Linked DNA regions of Zea mays: region 2 is linked to region 1. A link is a contact called in public Hi-C data. All regions are on one chromosome and are shown on one strand. Each heading gives the region's core, a stretch centred on a gene start, on an enhancer-like site or on the middle of the called end of the contact. The rest is flanking DNA. Distances are from core to core; before and after follow the strand shown. Region 1 holds the start of LOC100193485 (26S proteasome non-ATPase regulatory subunit 11-like protein). Region 2 holds the start of LOC100273546 (Pentatricopeptide repeat-containing protein mitochondrial).

The links. A called contact is a pair of places that touch in the nucleus more often than the background predicts.
Region 2: a contact with region 1 is called in a Hi-C map of ear, with 4 times the contacts expected there. The contact joins the promoter of LOC100273546 here to the promoter of LOC100193485 in region 1. A contact is called at or near these places in 2 of 25 Hi-C or Micro-C datasets (ear and endosperm).

The regions. Positions count from the first base shown.
Region 1 is chr3:122,387,399-122,393,454 of Zm-B73-REFERENCE-NAM-5.0, forward strand. LOC100193485 (26S proteasome non-ATPase regulatory subunit 11-like protein) reads right to left here and starts at 3,600. Exons shown (of 2, transcript NM_001138600.1): 1 at 3,518-3,600; 2 at 1-5.
Region 2 is chr3:122,980,214-122,986,269 of Zm-B73-REFERENCE-NAM-5.0, forward strand. It overlaps LOC100273546 (Pentatricopeptide repeat-containing protein mitochondrial), which reads left to right and starts at 3,707. Exons shown (of 1, transcript NM_001147964.1): 1 at 3,707-6,056. The coding sequence starts at 3,774. The coding sequence ends at 5,876.

The DNA of each region.
Region 1 (6,056 bases), core at 2,350-4,849:
TACTACTGCAAGCAAGATGAACACAAGAACATATTAGAAATAATGACCAGAGCTTGGTCAATAAGTGGGGAGTAGGAAATTAGTACTCAGTACAAAGTGCTGATGATTATGGAATCCATATGTATGTGCACCCTACTTTTTGGGGAAAATGAGTCATTTTAGTCATACTATATCACCTGTTTTTTCCCCTATATTTGATTTGCCCAAATCATCATGCTCTAGAGATGGAAGTGGAATGACAAAAATTCTACCCGCCCCAAAGCAAATAGGCAAAACTTGAACGGATCAAGTAACCATGAACCACAACATCTTGGTTGTTTTCATTGTCATGGCCACCAAGTCATCGAAAAGAAAGAAACTGACACGGAATAAATAAAGGAACATGCTTAGGAGGAATTAGCTAATAAGACTTCTGGACTCCATACACCATACCACACTGGGTAACATGGTTATTGAAGCGGTAAAACGTTAAAACGTTATGAACCACCTTTTTAACATTTAAACGTTGAAACGTCTTTTCAAACTTGGCATAGAACTTCAAATATAGAATAAGTTCATACATAAGTTGAGTACTTGAGTTCACAAACCAAATAGCAGAAAAGGAAACAGATCAAGTTCAACAACATAAGTTCAACCACACACGTTACAACTTGTATCTATGATCAGTGAATGTGAGCAAAATCAAAATAGAGCCTAAATAGAGAAGCTCACTGTCTGAATTTGAACTTGGGGTGCTTCAGTGTCACTGAAAACCTGAACCTGGGCTGGGCGCTGGCTGCTGGAAACCTAAACCTGGGATGGACGCTGGCTGCTGGAGGATGGTGGAGGGAGGAGGGGGGCAGAGGGGAGGAGAGGTGGGGCACTGGCTGTTAGAGGATTGTGGAGGGAGGATGTGGGTGGCGACGCTGGAGGAGAGGGAGTCAGGGCGGCGGTGCTGGTCCGCTGGAGGCCGACCGACGGCGGCGCTGGTCCGCTGGAGGGGGTAGAGCGGCGACGCTGGTGTAGATGAGGGCGGCGGCCGGCTGCGCGTCCACGCGCTGGAGAGGAGGGCGGCTGGCGCTCGCACGTAGGAGCTGGATGCTGGCGTTGACCGCCTGGATGACATAGGGTTTTCCATTTTTTTGGCCCAGGAAAGGCCCATGAACGAGTAGAACGTCCTAAACACATGTAAAACACCTTAAAACGCGCCGAGGACGCTTAAGCGACGTTTAAACACATTTAACGGACGTTCTACACCATTTTGTTAAAACACCCAGACGTTTCAACCCTAAATCACGTTTTGTCGTTTAAACGACGCTTAAACGATATTTAAGCGACATTTTAATAACAATGTTGGGTAATCGATCACCGGAATACTGACATATCAAATCCCATCCTCTCCTCACAGGTGCACCCATAAAAGGCACACTACCTAGTTATTCTGTTAAAACATTGCAGGCCACCATGACCAAGGGCAAGGTTTTCAAGTCGATAAGTCGAGTCGAGTCGACAAAGTACCGACTTGGTGATTAATCGATAAGTCAGTCGACTAGTCGTCGACTTGCCAATATAGTGGTTGTTTTGCCTATATAATGCCTTCATATAGATAATATAGCATTTATATATGAAGAAAGAGCATGTTTTACCTCATTTGAAGCCTGAAATTGAACGAAACTGAAATAAACAGCAAGTCTTACCTCATTTGAAGCCTCAAACTGAACCAAATCAGCCACATAAGTGATAAGTCATAACTCATAAGTCATAACAGCCATATAGTTCAAATTGGAAAACAGATAGCAAGAAAATATAGTTCAAACTTGAAAGGAAATAAGCTCTATTAGATAGCTAAGCTGCTGCTGCAGCTAGATAGATACTAGATAGTAGATACCCTAATATCTCCCAAATCAAGATCATCCATTGCATTTTCTCCTAAATCAAGATAATATGTTGTGTAATGGGCCTTTGGGCTGTTTGGGCTGAACTGGGGCATAAGTCGGCCGACTTGCCAGACCAAGTCGACGACTAGTCGACTGAGAATTTCCAGTCGTTGACAAATCAACCGACTTGCCAGAAAAGTCGAGCCGGCTCCCCAAGTCGAGCTCCCAGGACCGACTGGACGACTAGTCGCCGACTTGAAAACAGGGCTTCTTCGAAGCATTTGGTCACCAAACCATTCGGCTAACCGGGCTAGCCGACCGACTAGCCGGTAATCGGTCCCGGCCGGTTAGGCCGTACGACCGGTTTTAAAATTTGAATTTGTGAAACTTTGTAAAATTTGAAACATTTTGATGATAATTTTCTTATAAATACTATGGATTATTTTAAGACTTTCCACTGAAACCAAATTTAAAAACACGCTAACAAATTCAAACTAAAAATCAAACAAGTTTAAAAAAATACTTGTAATAATAGTTATTGTTGATATTTTCACCGATGTCGGATCGGATCGATCCAGTATGACAACACAGGGACAACATATATCATGGATTCAAGTGCAAGTACTACAAGAAACAGTGGAAGGGGTGTACGAATGGGAGGACACTGAGTACTACTAAATCTTGGTGGAGTCGTGGAGTACGACTTTTGTGTGGACCGGTCAGACTTAGACAGAGTACAAGGCACAATTGATGCGTGAGCAAGGTATTATGTTGCTATCAGCGGAGGTGTACAATATGGCACAAGCACAATATCAGTAGAATGCACCCCATGTGAATGATCTTCGAAGAGGAACAACTGTGAACTATGAATGGTGTATTTGTATCTTCGGTGTTGTTTGTGAACTATGAAACAATGTCATGTAATGTATTAGAACTGCTAAATGTTGTTATTGGACTTGTGATACTGTTTGAGGTCATCTTTTGTTCAAATTATGGGGCCTCAACGTGCTTTATTTGCAAAAGTACATATGGCTCGGTTTTTGTTTCTATGCTGCCGGTTTATCAGGCCAGGAGCTGATTAATCGGCCTTATCGGTCGATTTATCGGTTTCAAACCATTTCGAATTAAAAAAACTAGGCGATTTCGATTTCGGTCGGTTTTCACCGGTTTGTCGTGATAAATCGGTTATCGGTGGGCGCCGGTTTTCACCTTAGTAACCAGGTTCCCGGATCGATGTGACCGAGGAACGGGAACGTGGTATACGGTACGCTACTAAAACTAGGTTTTAACACTACGGGAACAAGATTGTTCCCACGTTCCCGGAACGAGGAACGTGGCCACGTTCCCAGTTCCCTGTTACTAAGGTTTTCACCCTTCAACCGGTTTGGTGAACCCTGACCATGACACTGAAATTGCAAGCAAGCCATACTGTTTGTCAAGCAAAACAGGATCACAACACCAGTAAACGCCTACAAAGTGGCGGATCCAGCAACCCTGGCATGTTCTTTCGTTTCTGGCAAACAGATTGACGTTATCAGGTATAAAACAAACATGCGAATTGGGTCAGATCCAGATGCGCACAGCTTAGGTTAGGGTTTGTCGGTGCTCGATTTTGCACAGCGGGCAGGGAGGAAATGGATCTGTAGGGAAGGGGCGTGTACCTGGAGGATAATCGTCGTGGCGAAGGGCACAATGAACACTGAACAGAGCGCCGCAACTCGACCAGCCGTCGTCGCCGGAAAAGAGAAGCCGAGTCAGGGAGAGACGTAGTCGGAAGGGCAAACAAGCGGTTTGTTTTCTTTTCTTGAGAAGAAAGAAGATCGATGAACAGGTTGGTGGGCCGACTTCGACTCCAGCAAGGCATGAAAAGATAGGCCAGCCCATACAGAAAGAACGGATCTATACTAGGAACAGAATGGGCCTATACACCAAGCCATGCATACTAATTTCATTTATATCTCGTGCCTTTGTCAAAACAGAAGAGGTATGATTTTTGTATAGGGTGTGCAGCAACAAAAATTTCATATATAATTCTGATGTATAAATAATTTTAGAGTACATTCAATAAAAAATTCTATAAATAGATATAAAGTTTAACATTTAACAATTAAGTACAAAAGTTGCATACATTAGAATATAAATAGTTTGAACATGTTATAAAATAGACACAAAGATCGCAAAATACTACTAATCTGTCATAGGCTTCCTCAACGAATGAAAATCTCAATTATGTCTTCTTTATCCACTTCAAAGAAAATATTCCTCAATATATGTAACAAAATTTTCAAGTTGCAAGTTAAGTTTTAGAATAATAAAGTTTAAAATGAAGATATTTTGAACCTCCTCACAAGATATTATGCTTAGACTAAATTTTGAAGCATATGATAACTTAGTAAGTACCAAAAAACTGCGAGGATCATATGGGTAGCCACCAGACTCTCCCGAAAGGTCCGAGGGGGCCTACGACTAGAGAATTGGAATCCTACCTTGGCAGAAAGACATCCCAAAATCCTTCATTTGGCCCGTCGAAATCTGAGGATGCGCAAAACAAAGAGGATGAAAAAATGATCACGATCTTGAGAGTTCGGAAGGGGAAAACTCGTACCACGAATCAATCATCCTCTATCTAATGGGACACAATACTGAGGGAGGTCCTGTTGGTCACTTGATTTTTATTGTTGTAAACCATAAAACAAGGTAACACAATTGTTAAGCGTTAAAGAACATTCGTCCTTCGAAGCATTATTCCCTCTCGGGCATAATGAATCTTAGACGAAGGTTATGAAGAACGAATCTTCATCATTCATAAATATGAATATTCATTTATAAGATGTAAAATCAAGTCACATATTTATTTCATAAAAAAGATATAGACACTTATCAAAAATTGTATTACATTGATACCTTTGGCTTGCTTGAACACAATGACGCGAGAGCAATTACAATCCAGCGCGAACAGTATGGGGGTACTGTTCACCTATTTATACACATGGGACGCAGCCCGGGTAAAAATACATTTGTGACCCTAACGTATATACATTATCCTAATGCAGAACACTAGGGATTAACATGTCTTTTCCTCTTCGGCTCAACATTATGGTTGACCTTCGTAACCACCATTAAACAGAAGTTGTCATCCTTCGGCACTTTTATACATGCTCGTTGTAGCTTCGGCGTTCAATCTTGTTGCTTATAGACAATTTCTCTGCTTAAGGACCTTCGACAGAGAAGGAGACCCCAACATTAGCCCCTTCGCGGTGCTAGATCATTTTTTCATAACGAGCTCGATCCACGAAAAACACGAAGGCTTCTAAATATCAAAGGTCCAAAAAACAGCTTACCTGAGCTTGTTATTAAAAATGAATAAAAATTTACGGCCTTTGTCGGTCCGCCGATCAGTCAATATGTGTGTTACAGCGGTTCGCCTTCGTCACCTGTAGGGCCATATAAACAGATGAGTTGGAGAGAAGTTACCACAACATTCATTGATATTGCACCGTTGTGCTGTTGAATTTTTTTACTGAAGCTGAAGCTCTCTTTTTCCCGTGCACATGCTGTGTAAGCTTCGGACAAACGTCAAATTAGCTGGATCTAGCTTCGGACATGTTGGGGCGAAGGCGAAGACGCTACCCTTCGCGTGAAGCCTTCGTCGCGTCGCTACACCAAAGAACGCGAGACGACTGGTGTGGTTGCCCTTCGTCCCCTCCATTGCAAGACGGAGGCCAGACCCCGACGAAGTCTGCTGGTCCCGCGCCCCTCATCTCGCCAGAGGCCCACGTGGAATTCGGGCCACTGTAACGGGCCCCGCGTGGACAGGCAGGTTACGGGCCTCATCTGTAATAGCTTTTCTGTAATGACGGTCTGTAAACCTCCTTTATGGGAATATTCTGGGGATAATACGGGTACCCGAGGACATAACCGTCCTTGTTTCTTGGGACGTTAGACACTCGGGTACCTATAAATACCCCCGTACAGTGCCCTTGAGAGGCCGGATTAACAGAGCAATTGCCATTCCACGCTAAACCTTGCTTGCATTCTTTTCACTCCCCCGTTGGATCAACTTGCCCAGGAGAGCAAGTTCCAACATTTGGCGCCCACCGTTCGTGCTCCGAACAAACCACCCGCGATGGCACCCAAGAGAGCTAGTTCGAAGGCAGCCCCATCTATCGACGAAGCAACGAAGGCAGTGCTGCTAGCCGA
Region 2 (6,056 bases), core at 2,457-4,956, 590 kb after region 1:
CGTTATAACTAAAACAATAGTTAACAACATACCAATGAATATAATATTCATTTTAAATATCTAGGTCATATGTTTCTAAACTAAATGTAAAGATAAATAATAGAGTAACTATGTCCTCTCATAACCTAGTTAATTAGATTTATATTTGTTTACAACTCGTTATATAGGCTTAATTAATCATTTAATCAAAATTAGTCATATTATTTATATGTGTCACTTAGTTTTTCCTAAAGAATAAACTAAGGAAATTAGTGTTCATGTTCTTTAATAATAATGTTAGTTTGTATATTGTTTTGTATATAGCTTTCTTAATAAAATATAGGACATGTACTTTCTAATAAAAATAAAATATAATTGTTGTTCATTGTCTCTTACATAAAAGTTTATTAAAGCATATATCATAACTTTCCCATAAATAGGAAGTCTTATGTTGGGTGATGGTCGTGGTCGACAGGAACGGGGGCATCTGGCAAGCTCTTATAGTTCCGGCTTAGGCAGATTGGATACGCGCATAGTTCCCAAAGCTTTACCCTGTAGTGTGGACTATAAGTTGGTTACGGTAGGTGTGCTTTATGCAGTTTGACCATTTCCAGCATTTGCGTAATGAGGACTCTAGGGAGAAGCCTCGTAGTGAGACCCTGGCCATTCACCTTGGAAGTGAATATGGGTCTAGCTAACCTGGGCTAGAAGAGAATCGCGACTCATGGGTAAAGATGTGCCACCTCTGCAGAGTGTAAAACTGATATATCAGTCGTGCTCACGGTTATGAGCGGCCTGGACTCCTCACATGATAATTGAACTTGAAGATGGAAATAAATCGAGATTCGATGATCTGCCAATGGTTTTGCTTAAGTGGTTTCACTTAAGTGTTTTTGATATACTCTTATACCTTTGTTTAATGGGAATACTTGGGATCCACACTTATTAGTAAGACAGGTGTTGATAATAAAATGTTGACCAACTAAAATGCTTACTGCTCAACCTCAGCCTCACCTTGTTACCTTGCATTAGTTTTTCTCCCACTTGCTGAGCCCCGACCATAAGTGAGCTCACCCTTGCTTAATTTTGATCAGAAGTTGCAGATGAAGATATGATGCTGAACTCCATGGATGCTAGTCTAGTGATACCCCTGGTCATCTTCCTGTGGATGGATGTCCATGTTCGTTGTACTTTGATGAATAAAGGTTAAGACATTATGTCTGTTCGAAGTGTAATATGTTAATATAATCGTTATTTACGCTTTTATGCATTGTTCTTTTGATATATTACACTTGTGACGTCAACATATGTGTGGAAATAGATCCTGGCACACATATGCTATGCACCCGGCTCTGCCCTTCGAAAACGGGTGTGACAGACGGTCAGACGGGGGATTCCTGCATTGCGCTTTCTAGAACTGTAGTGGGTTTTCTGAAGCTAGTGGAACTTTGTAAAGGCCTCATAGTGTTACCCTGCCTCGCTTCCTTGGTAGAGGTGTATGGGGTCGTACAACCCCGTGGCAGATGGGTAACATGATTTGTGGGTACAGGGTACAACCTCTATAGAGTGTAAAACTGATATACTATTCGTGCTCGTGGTCATGAGCTGCTCAGGACTCTCGCATGATTAAATTATGGAATTAAATTCAATTTTGTCATTTGCATCGCATTGGGATTTATTATTAATTTTGATCTATTATTATTCTTGTTTGGTATTTACTTACATTTAGTAACTGCTAATAAAATTTGACCAACTTAGTAAAAGCAATGCTCAGCTTTAACCCTTATTGTTGATCAGCCTTACACTTCACGTGAACTCCCACCATTGGTGAGTTCATGCACATTATTTCACACAACTTGTTGAGCTATGATCTTTTGTGAGCTCACACTTGCGATATATAAACCCCCCCCCCCCCCCACCGGAGAAGAACAGGTGGTCCAGGAGGAACCGTATAATGAGGAGTACGGTTTGATCTAGATGTCGTCTCCCAGTTAGCTTTATGGCGCCAAGGATGAACGTTTAGTTCGCTTTATTATTATCATTTATTTTTGTAAGACTTTCGTTATGTAATAATGACATTTATCTCTATACATTTTGTCATATATGTGTTTTTCTTTTTTGGCACATATATAAGATGCACTCGGCTTTATACCTTAAATCCGGGTGTGACAGCAACCAAATATGCTCTCAGGTAAAGTCAATGCACACAGTGGTTTAGGATAAAGCGATGCGGCTAACCAATCATATGGAATGTGACCAATGCGTGATACTATAAAAATAGCATTGCGATGACTGTTATGACTGTTGTACGCACTGTATTGTTTATAAACCATATCATGTCAGTTTATTATATCACTTGTCAAAGTCACCGGGTCGGGTCAAGTCGATGGTGGTGGTTGCGCCGAGTCCACGCATGACAGAATATCGCCCTGACGTCTACACCTCCCACGTGGTACGCTGATTACAGAAGGGTGGTGCGGTCTTCTTCTCTGTCGCTTGTCAAGTGTACAGGTACAACATTTGATTGTGTACGCACTACATGACAGTCCTAGCTCGTGGTTGTGATATGTGGCGTGCTAGTCGGCTAGGCCATATAGGCGCTAGCACGTCCTCGTATCTCGTCACTGCGGTCTATAGCGTCGAACCGCGACATCATAGACTTGGCGTCGAACAAAATGTGTAAAATGATATTAAGTTATCTAATGGTTAATTTTTTTTTCAAAAAAGGGGGCTAAATAGCCAAAAAATCGAATGTGGTAACATCTAGATCTGAGTGTCCAACGGCCACTTCACGGAGAAGCGACACATAGCGATCTGGTGATGCATGAACCCGGTCCAGTGCTCCCTTGATTTGGAAGCATCCAATCAGGATCTCGGAGGTCGCTCCCTGTACCTGGTTCGGTGGTGCACCGGACCCAGGGAACAATAGATTTTGAACAACTTTCTATGAAAAGGGCAACAATTATGAGGCCTTTTGGGGCTATCAAAGGACCCACACGACGCAGTCATTCAATACCCAAGCATAACAAGAGCTCTACTTCACTTCGAGACTCTGTCGCAACACATCCAAGTGATTCTAGTGAGATCCGAGCGCGGTTTTTGAGTCGTTCTGCAACTCGGTGAGTTTGCGCTCTTGTGATCTTGTTCTTGTATTGTGCGGATGGTTTTGGCTCTTGTATGTATACTTTCTTCCCTCTCTTGTGCTGTGATTCACATTGTAACTTTGATTCTCGTGTATGGTTGCAAGAGACTACAATTTGTAAAGATTCCTTGTGAAAGAGATATAAGTCATATAAGAAAGACATTTACAATTTTAATTCTTGATTCTAGTTTTTTATTTTAAATTGTCAAAACGATGTAAAAATAGTCAAAACACAATACATGATTTAGAGAAGGTCAGTATCAATTAGACTCTATAACTTAGGAGTATTTGTTAATTTAGAAAGTTAAAGAGACTAAAAATTAGTCTCTACAAACTAAACACCTTCTTGCCTATCAGTCAATACCGATTAATCTAGCAACCGAGTAAGGGCTTGTTCGGTTAGCTCTCAATCCATGTGGATTGAGTGGGATTGGATGGGTTTGAATCCCAAACAAGTCAAACTTCTTCTAATTTTTTTCAATCCCATCCAATCCATGTGTGTTGGGAATAACCGAACAAGCCCTAACTGTAATCGGAACAGTCCATACCGACGGCTCGCCCGCCCTTGTAAAAAAAATAAAAAATCGAACTGCTGAGGTCATCCAGTGCGTCCGAGCGAGCGGCTGACGCCGGCCGGCACTCGCTCCCGCCCATGGCCGCCGCGGCAGCTACCAAGGTCACCGCGGCGGCAGCAGCCTCCGCAGTGTTCCGTAGCAACAAGGAGCTCACCCGCCTCGCGCGGTCGGGCCAGCTGGCGGCGGCGCGCCGCCTCTTCGACGCCATGCCTCTCCGCAACACCGTCACCTACAACGCCATGCTCTCCGCGCTCGCGCGCCACGGGCGTATCGACGAGGCTCGGGCTCTCTTCGACGGGATGCCCGGCAGAAACACTGTCTCCTGGAACGCGATGATCGCGGCCCTCTCGGATCACGGCCGCGTCGCGGACGCCCGGAGCCTCTTCGACCGGATGCCTGTCCGGGACGAGTTCTCGTGGACGGTGATGGTCTCCTGCTACGCGCGCGGGGGGGATCTCGAGCTCGCCCGGGACGTGCTGGACCGAATGCCTGGTGACAAGTGCACGGCCTGCTACAACGCCATGATCTCCGGGTACGCCAAGAACGGCAGGTTCGACGATGCAATGAAGCTGCTGCGGGAGATGCCGGCTCCGGACCTTGTTTCATGGAATTCAGCACTAGCGGGGCTCACTCAGAGTGGGGAAATGGTGCGGGCAGTTCAATTCTTCGACGAAATGGTGAAGGACATGACGTCCTGGAATTTGATGCTGGCGGGTTTTGTGCGAACTGGAGATTTGAATGCGGCCTCTAGCTTCTTTGCAAAGATTGAATCACCTAATGTCATCTCTTGGGTGACCTTGCTCAATGGGTATTGCCGTGCGGGGAGGATTGCTGATGCTAGGGACCTGTTCGACAGAATGCCTGAGCGAAATGTTGTGGCTTGGAACGTGATGCTTGATGGGTATGTGCATCTCTCGCCCATAGAAGAGGCCTGTAAACTGTTCGATGAGATGCCAATTAAGAACTCAATCTCATGGACAACAATAATAAGCGGATTAGCACGAGCTGGGAAACTCCAGGAAGCGAAGGATCTTCTCGACAAGATGTCTTTCAACTGTGTGGCAGCAAAGACTGCGTTGATGCATGGTTATTTACAACGCAACATGGCTGATGATGCTCGTCGGATTTTTGATGGAATGGAGGTGCATGACACAGTGTGTTGGAATACCATGATCTCTGGTTATGTCCAATGTGGAATACTTGAAGAGGCAATGTTGTTATTCCAGCGAATGCCGAATAAGGATATGGTTTCCTGGAACACCATGATTGCTGGCTATGCTCAGGATGGCCAAATGCACAAGGCAATCGGTATTTTCAGGAGGATGAACAGGAGAAATACGGTATCTTGGAACTCAGTTATCTCTGGATTTGTTCAGAATGATCGCTTTGTTGATGCACTCCATCATTTCATGCTTATGAGAAGGGGCACAAATAGGGCTGACTGGTCTACCTATGCAAGCTGTCTCAGAGCATGTGCAAACCTGGCTGTTTTGCATGTTGGGAGGCAACTCCACAATCTTCTTGTTAGGAGTGGCCATATCAACGATTCATTTGCTGGAAATGCCTTGATTTCCACATATGCGAAGTGTGGAAGGATATTGGAAGCAAAGCAAATCTTTGATGAGATGGTATACAAGGATATTGTTTCATGGAATGCGTTGATTGATGGCTATGCTTCTAACGGTCAAGGGACTGAAGCAATCGCAGTCTTCAGGGAAATGGAAGCCAATGGTGTGAGACCTGATGAAGTCACATTTGTTGGTATCTTGTCAGCTTGCAGTCATGCCGGGTTGATTGATGAAGGATTGTTTTTTTTCTACTCAATGACAAAAGAGTACTTACTGAAGCCAGTCGCTGAGCACTATGCTTGCATGGTAGACTTGCTTGGAAGGGCTGGGAAACTGAACGAGGCATTTGAACTTGTGCAAGGAATGCAGATCCAACCAAATGCTGGCGTCTGGGGTGCATTGCTTGGAGCATGCCACATGCACAAGAACCATGAACTTGCACAGCTGGCAGCTGAGAGGTTGTCTGAATTGGAACCTCGCAAGGCCTCAAATTATGTGCTGCTGTCAAACATCAGTGCCGAAGCAGGTAAGTGGGACGAATCTGAAAAGGCTCGGGCTTCAATCAAAGAGAAGGGAGTAAATAAGCCACCAGGTTTAGCTGGATCAACATAGGTCTTATAGTCCAATGATTTGGCTCAGTGATGCCAGTGCAGGTTTTCACTCATAGTGCATTGGTACGAAATTTAGGGTTGTTGTCTGAATTTGTAGCACCCCGTCCAATTCCTAGACCGGCGGTACTCACTCCTGGCAGCTCTTTAGGATCATATATCGTCCCTACAGACCAACACGAGT